2 separate regions of the Anas platyrhynchos genome follow, and region 1 is linked to region 2. Evidence: chromatin contacts called from public Hi-C data. All regions are on one chromosome and are shown on one strand. The core of a region is the stretch at or near the end of the contact, and the rest is flanking DNA. Distances in the headings are between cores, read along the strand shown. Region 1 overlaps SUSD1 (sushi domain containing 1). Region 2 overlaps LOC106020182 (a long non-coding RNA gene).

Region 1 (3,049 bases), core at 391-2,890, 170 kb after region 2:
AAAAAATAAACTCCCTTCTAGTTTAAAAGACAATCTTGTTACCATCTTTTCACATCTACAATGTAATTGCTGCCTAACTACTTTTTATAATTGACTTAATTTCTTATCTTGAGTAGACAGGTGTTGAGAGCTTGTCTAAAATAAGCTAAGAATAAATAAAAGACTGTGTGAGATGTCTGTCACTGGAAGTATGAAAGGAGCAGAATTTCAATGATCCACGAAGCATTTGGTAGACTATATTTACCATCCACAAGATGATCGGCAAAAACAACTATGTGCTCAGCACAGAACTATTTTTAAAGGATGCTACTTGCCAGGATGAGAAGCAGACTTCTGAGTCCCAAACTTTGGGTTTTTTTCTTCCTCTTAAGAAATACTATGAATATAATACATCCTGGCTTCAGATATATCAAGTAGGTTTCTCATGCATTTTCAAGTCCTCTTTGGAAAAAAATATCACTTCTTGCTAGCATTTACATACTTACTGTATTTTGCAACACTCTCGAGAGTTTATACACATTGTCAGAAAATTAAATCTTCATCCAGCTGTGACATTTTTCTTCACAGTACTAGAAACTCTGCAGGTATGACTCCCCGAACTCTCAAAATATGAGACGTGGAAGTCAATGAGATGCAACACCTACCAGACCATGGATTTGCCCCAGCTGGGGAAACAGAACAACTGAATGTGCATTTGTTAACAGATGCTACATGAAACTTCAGACAATAAACCAGGCCACTTCCAACATATTAACAGTAAAACATCTGTGCAAGTCTCAGCTTCTTTTGTGCTTCTGTGCTTAAGGCATATCTCGCATTTACACAGTACTGTTTAGCCAGAAAACCACGAGAGACAGACGACACTTTTCAACCCTAAGCTGGCAGAAAAACTGAGATCATTCCACCCACTACAGAAACACAACCATCTGGTCCAACAACGGACATAATTACAAAATAACTGGACAAATGAAGAAGCAAATTATACACCTACTCTAAAATTGTAAGTAGTTATTATACAAATTAAGTTGCTTGTAAAGATAATGCAATTCCCCTCCCATACAGAAGGCACGGAAGTCAAAGGGATATTGCCGAAAGAGTTATTTTAACTGTTTTCTTTTCATCTTAAACCAGATGAAATAGAAAAAAAGAAAAAAAAGAAAAAAAGAAAAAAAAAAAAACAGCCTAAAAAACTTAGTTAGATTCTCATTGTTTCGTGAACTTTTTTGTGTGTGTTTTGTGAACAGCCTGATCACTGTTGACTTTGTAATTTTCACTCAATTTCAACCACAAGAAGACCCATTTCGACTTTATGGCTTTCATTAAAAAAAAAGAAAAAGCACGATATAAAGTGTGTGTGTGGCACACTTCAGGAAGAGATGGCAGAGCAATGCCCACCTTTTATTGCTCACTGGAAGAAGCAACCATCAGATATAACATAGCTTGTGGCAGGATCTCCCTTTGAAATGGAAATGACCTAACTTTTATGCGAAAATCTTTTCTGGGGGTACACAAGTGTGTTTGTTAAGCACTAACTCGGTGGAAGAGGGAAAACGTGCCAGCTGCCAAGCCACAAACACTGCTCCATGCAGCACCTCCTGCAAAGTGTTCTCTAGAGCTCTTTCCAGTAAGTGACCTGATGCAATCACATAGAGTTTAGGAAATGTGACAGGATGACAGAGAAAAGAGGAACGCCTTTACTCTGAGTGTGTATTCATAATTACCTCAGTCAGCCAAACTCTTGAGACAGCTTATTAGTTTTTACAAAGCTACATGTACTCATGGATGCTAGCTCTGAGTCACAGCTAGGCAAATTACAAAAACCAATTACCAAATCATTACTGCAACTTCATTGAAAAGAAAATCCACGTCATTGTATATACCCTACACAGCACCCTTAGGAAACATGATGTTCCTCCTGTCAATCAAGATTAAAAACTTTAGATTTACTTTTGAAAATATCGTAATACTATGAATTTCAAAAACTGTATTGCTAGTTCTTCATCTGCAGTCGGAAGAGAACTGGTTCCACCTACAGGTTGAAAGAGATACATACACCCACAGGGCTTTAAGGCTTCTTACCTATCTGTTCCAACCAAGCAGGAAGGATAGGCACCAGCACCCAGCACTGCATTTCATAGTGTAATAATCATAACCTACTGCAGGAAGTCTGACAGTATAGGGATGGTGCAAAACTGTTCTGAACGAGTTGAGGATAATTTTTTTTAATCACAACATTTTAGTACCATACACATATCTTGCAAAATACTGAAGCTGACTATCTCCCTGCAGTGTGCTTTTTGATCAAATGCCTTTTATGTTCTGTACTCTACTAATTATAGATGAAGAGATCTGTCTGCAGGACTCTTTGTACTTTGGACCCTTGTAGACTTCAGTGATATCTATTCTGCTTTTATCTCCATGGTGGAAACAACTGGCACTGAAAGAGTAACTCACTTAGCATCTAACAGGGCAGGGAACTGAACCCCGCTCCCCTAGATACTAACTTTGTGTCTAGCCCACCAACCTGTCTTCTCCCTGCTGTGTAAAAACAATGCTTCAGAAACACTGCACCCTATTTCACTCCTCTGTCAACCACTGGATTGTCAACGTGTTAAATCCATGAAAGCGAATAATGATGAAGAATTGCAAGCACAGAAACAGCCCTTTTGATACTTAACATGGGTCCTTTAGTAAGCACAAAACATAAAGGGCAGGACCTACCTGTGATTCGCGTTGTCATGGAAACCATCAGTGAAAAATTCAAAGCTACCATGGAAATATTAACAGAGTAATTGGTGCCTGGCTGCAAATCAAAACAAACTTCTGGAGCCTGCTTGTGTGTGGTAAGGTTGAAGGTCATTTCATGCAAGAATTCCTTCTGATACCAACGCTGGCCTTGTACATGGAACTGAAACCAAACAATCACGGCATGGAAATTGTAATGGGTTAATAGATCACTTGCATTCATTCATATCTCTAAATCAGAGGAAACAGCAGAAAAACACATCATTGCATACAGACTGCCAAAACTACTGGCACTGACAGTTAT
Region 2 (2,915 bases), core at 344-2,843:
TTTCTTCAGGGCATAAAACTAAGTTTTCATCAGGGAACATATAATTGCTGTTTTGCTGGGAAATTATCAAATCAGCAAAGAGTTTCTTCAGTATGATAATCATTTTCTGTGGGAAGTTAAGTCCATGACTGACTGATGTTAGAGAGACTAAAGGGAAAGATAAAAACAAATTTTAAAAATAACTCCACTAGTTAATTTGCTGATCTTCACATGATACTTCATTATGTTTTTGCCCAGTTTTAAGTTAATCAAGCAGTTTGATTTTGTTTTTCCTAAGATGAGCATAATCACCGTGATTGATATTGATTGTTGTTGTTAGGAAGGCACAAGCACCTAAAGAGAGTGGGCCTTGTCTCCAAATACACTTATAAGCAAAGCAGGTTATTCTCAGTCACACTCAGATTAAGATTACATATAAAGCATATAAAGTAATTTACACAGTAGAATCTGCTTGGAAGAGAAGAACATTTTTAATATTACAAAACTCCCCAGGTTGCAGTCTCAGCTAGCAGTGGTTGGTGCTATACATTCACCTTTCACCTGATTTTCACATCGGCAGAACACTCTTGAAATCCTGTGTCTCAAGACAGCATTTTTACGTGGCTGGAAGATTTATCGTGGTGCAGATAAATCTGGCATGCCAACTTGTTCTTTCCCTCGGCCTGCCAATGTCAGGTTCCACTCCGTGCCAGGCCTAGTGAAACTTGGTGACAAGAAGCTCCACCTCTGGTTTTCTGGCTAATTCTGCGTTATTTTATTATTGTCACTTAAATGAACAGGTAAAAGAAAGAACCCATTCTAAACAATCTGCAGTTTAGGTCAGATGTCATAAAAAATGTAACATTATACAAGGAAATGGATGTAGGAGTGAAAAGTGATAGGCTTCTTGTTTACTAGTATTCATATATTAAACCCATTATTATTTTAATAGAATACTGTTTGTATAGATGCAGATTTTGTCTCTGTAGTCCATGCTGAATGGCACTGCAGTCCATGAGCAGTTCCACTGGAAGTGTTTGATCAGGAGTTAGCAGGACTGTGGCTAACCTTGGGAAACATGCCCGGCAAGGAGATGTTTTGATGTAGAGAAGGAATCGTTGTATATATCAGGAAAGGAAAAGGTTTCTGTATGATGTGATGGACAAAACGGAGAAACAAAAGTGATCAGAGAATCTGAAATACCTGTCTGTTAAATCCCTATCTGTGACATTAAAGCATGCACAGTACATCTTTGAAAGAGCTGTCAGCACAAGAAATGATCGGTAAGTCAGAATGCTACACACAACACCATGGGAATCAATACCAAGGACTCTGAGGCTGAGGTGGCTTTTTCTGACACTGCAGCAGAGTTAAATCTCTCGCACCCAATAATCAGGAGGAAATACAGCCAGGAGCTTGCTGAACACATTTCTATCACAATAAATCTGTAGGAGCAATTCCAGCTGTCAATCCACTCTCAGTACACTGGCAAAGACAACCACACAGAATGAAAAATCTTACATGAATTTTTGGGCTTACACGTAATGTTTCCTTCATACAGAGGTCTCAGATTGTTCAACACAGAAACATTCAGAGCCATTCAGATTTGAAGCGACCTTTAGAGGTCGCTAGTTCGACCTCCTGCCCAAAGCAGGACAATTTGTGAGACCAAAGCAGGGTGTTCAAGGTTTGTTCGAGTTGTGGCTTGAGAACACCCAAGGGCAGAGGTGGCATAATCTTTCTGGGAAACCTGCTCCACTGCCTGGCTGCCCTTGTGGGGAAAATGTTTTTCACCTCCAGCCTGAAGCTCTTTAGTTTCAAGCTTATGCCTGTTATTTCTCATCCTGCTGCTGGGCATCGCTGTGAGAACCCATCCCTTGCTCCTCAGTTGCCTCCCTACAGGCACTGGGGTGCAGTTAGGTGCCTCAAGGCCATCTCTGCTGCAAAGCTATGCTCTGTTCACGCTGCCCTGGGCACTGCTGGCCCTTGTTGCTAATCGGGGACACGGCTGGCCCCTGCTCAGCCTGCTCCCTGCTAGGACCCAGGGCCTTCTCCATGGAGCTGGCCCCATCCCTATGCCAGGGCTCTGCCTTCCCTGGAGCAGGGCTGCAGAGTGGTCCTGTGTCATGTGCATGGGGATCCTGTCAGGCCCATCAAGGTCCCTCCAGATGTCAGCCCTGCCCTCACGTATTATTGTCTGGTCCTTGCAACTCGATGTCGTCTGCTAACTTGATGTAAACGCACCCTGTCACCTTCCCCACCTTGTCAGTGATACAGATCCTAAAGAGGACAGGTCCCAGGACAGACCTCTCTGGTCCCCTCTGGTTGCCAGTCTCAATGTGGGGTGCGACTCCTTATCCACCAGCCTCTGAGGCCTGCTGCCCAAGCGGGTATTTACCCACCTGGCTGCCCACCAGCCCAGGCTGTTGCATCCCAACCTGGGTAAAAGGATTTTTTAGTAACAGTGCTGCAGGCCTTGCTAAGGTCAAGGTAAATGACACCCACTGCTTTCCCCTCACATGCAATTCTACTTTTTTTTATCACAGAAGACAGCCAGGCATGAGTTACCCCTAATTAATCCATACCAGCCGTCCACAATCACATTCTCCTTCATGTGCCCAGAAAAAATTCTTCAAGAAGACTTCCTCCAGCTACAGAGAGGCTGACTGCCATGTAATTGTGTAGCTGTCTTTCTGACCACTTTTGAAGATACATGCTATTTCTCCACAGTTATTTGGGATCTTTCAAACATTTAAGCAGCCTTGCAAGAGCATTGGTCTGAAAGTAATCATCTAAGTTGCAGAGTACTTCCCCATCAGGTCCCTGCTCTCAAAAGATGCCCATAAAGATGAAAGATTACAGAAGTCACTTTGAAAAGGAGATGACTAGACTTGGGCTTAACTTCTTACTCATTTAATCATTTCTTCCATTCTTAT

The links. A called contact is a pair of places that touch in the nucleus more often than the background predicts.
Region 1: a Hi-C map of liver shows a contact between it and region 2, with 2.0 times the contacts expected there. The contact joins two enhancer-like sites. A contact is called at or near these places in 2 of 8 Hi-C or Micro-C datasets (liver and subcutaneous adipose tissue).

What each region holds. Positions count from the first base shown.
Region 1 is chrZ:75,297,596-75,300,644 of IASCAAS_PekinDuck_T2T, forward strand. SUSD1 (sushi domain containing 1) reads right to left here. Exons shown (of 16, transcript XM_038170863.2): 11 at 2,722-2,908. Among named protein-coding and RNA genes, the nearest start is that of SUSD1, 25 kb to the right of the region's middle. Within about 2 kb of position 1,641, at least 4 of the 8 cell types and tissues checked have an H3K27ac peak or open chromatin away from gene starts, as enhancers often do.
Region 2 is chrZ:75,126,653-75,129,567 of IASCAAS_PekinDuck_T2T, forward strand. The region is part of intron 2 of LOC106020182 (a long non-coding RNA gene); the gene reads left to right. Among named protein-coding and RNA genes, the nearest start is that of SHOC1, 22 kb to the left of the region's middle. Within about 2 kb of position 1,594, at least 2 of the 8 cell types and tissues checked have an H3K27ac peak or open chromatin away from gene starts, as enhancers often do.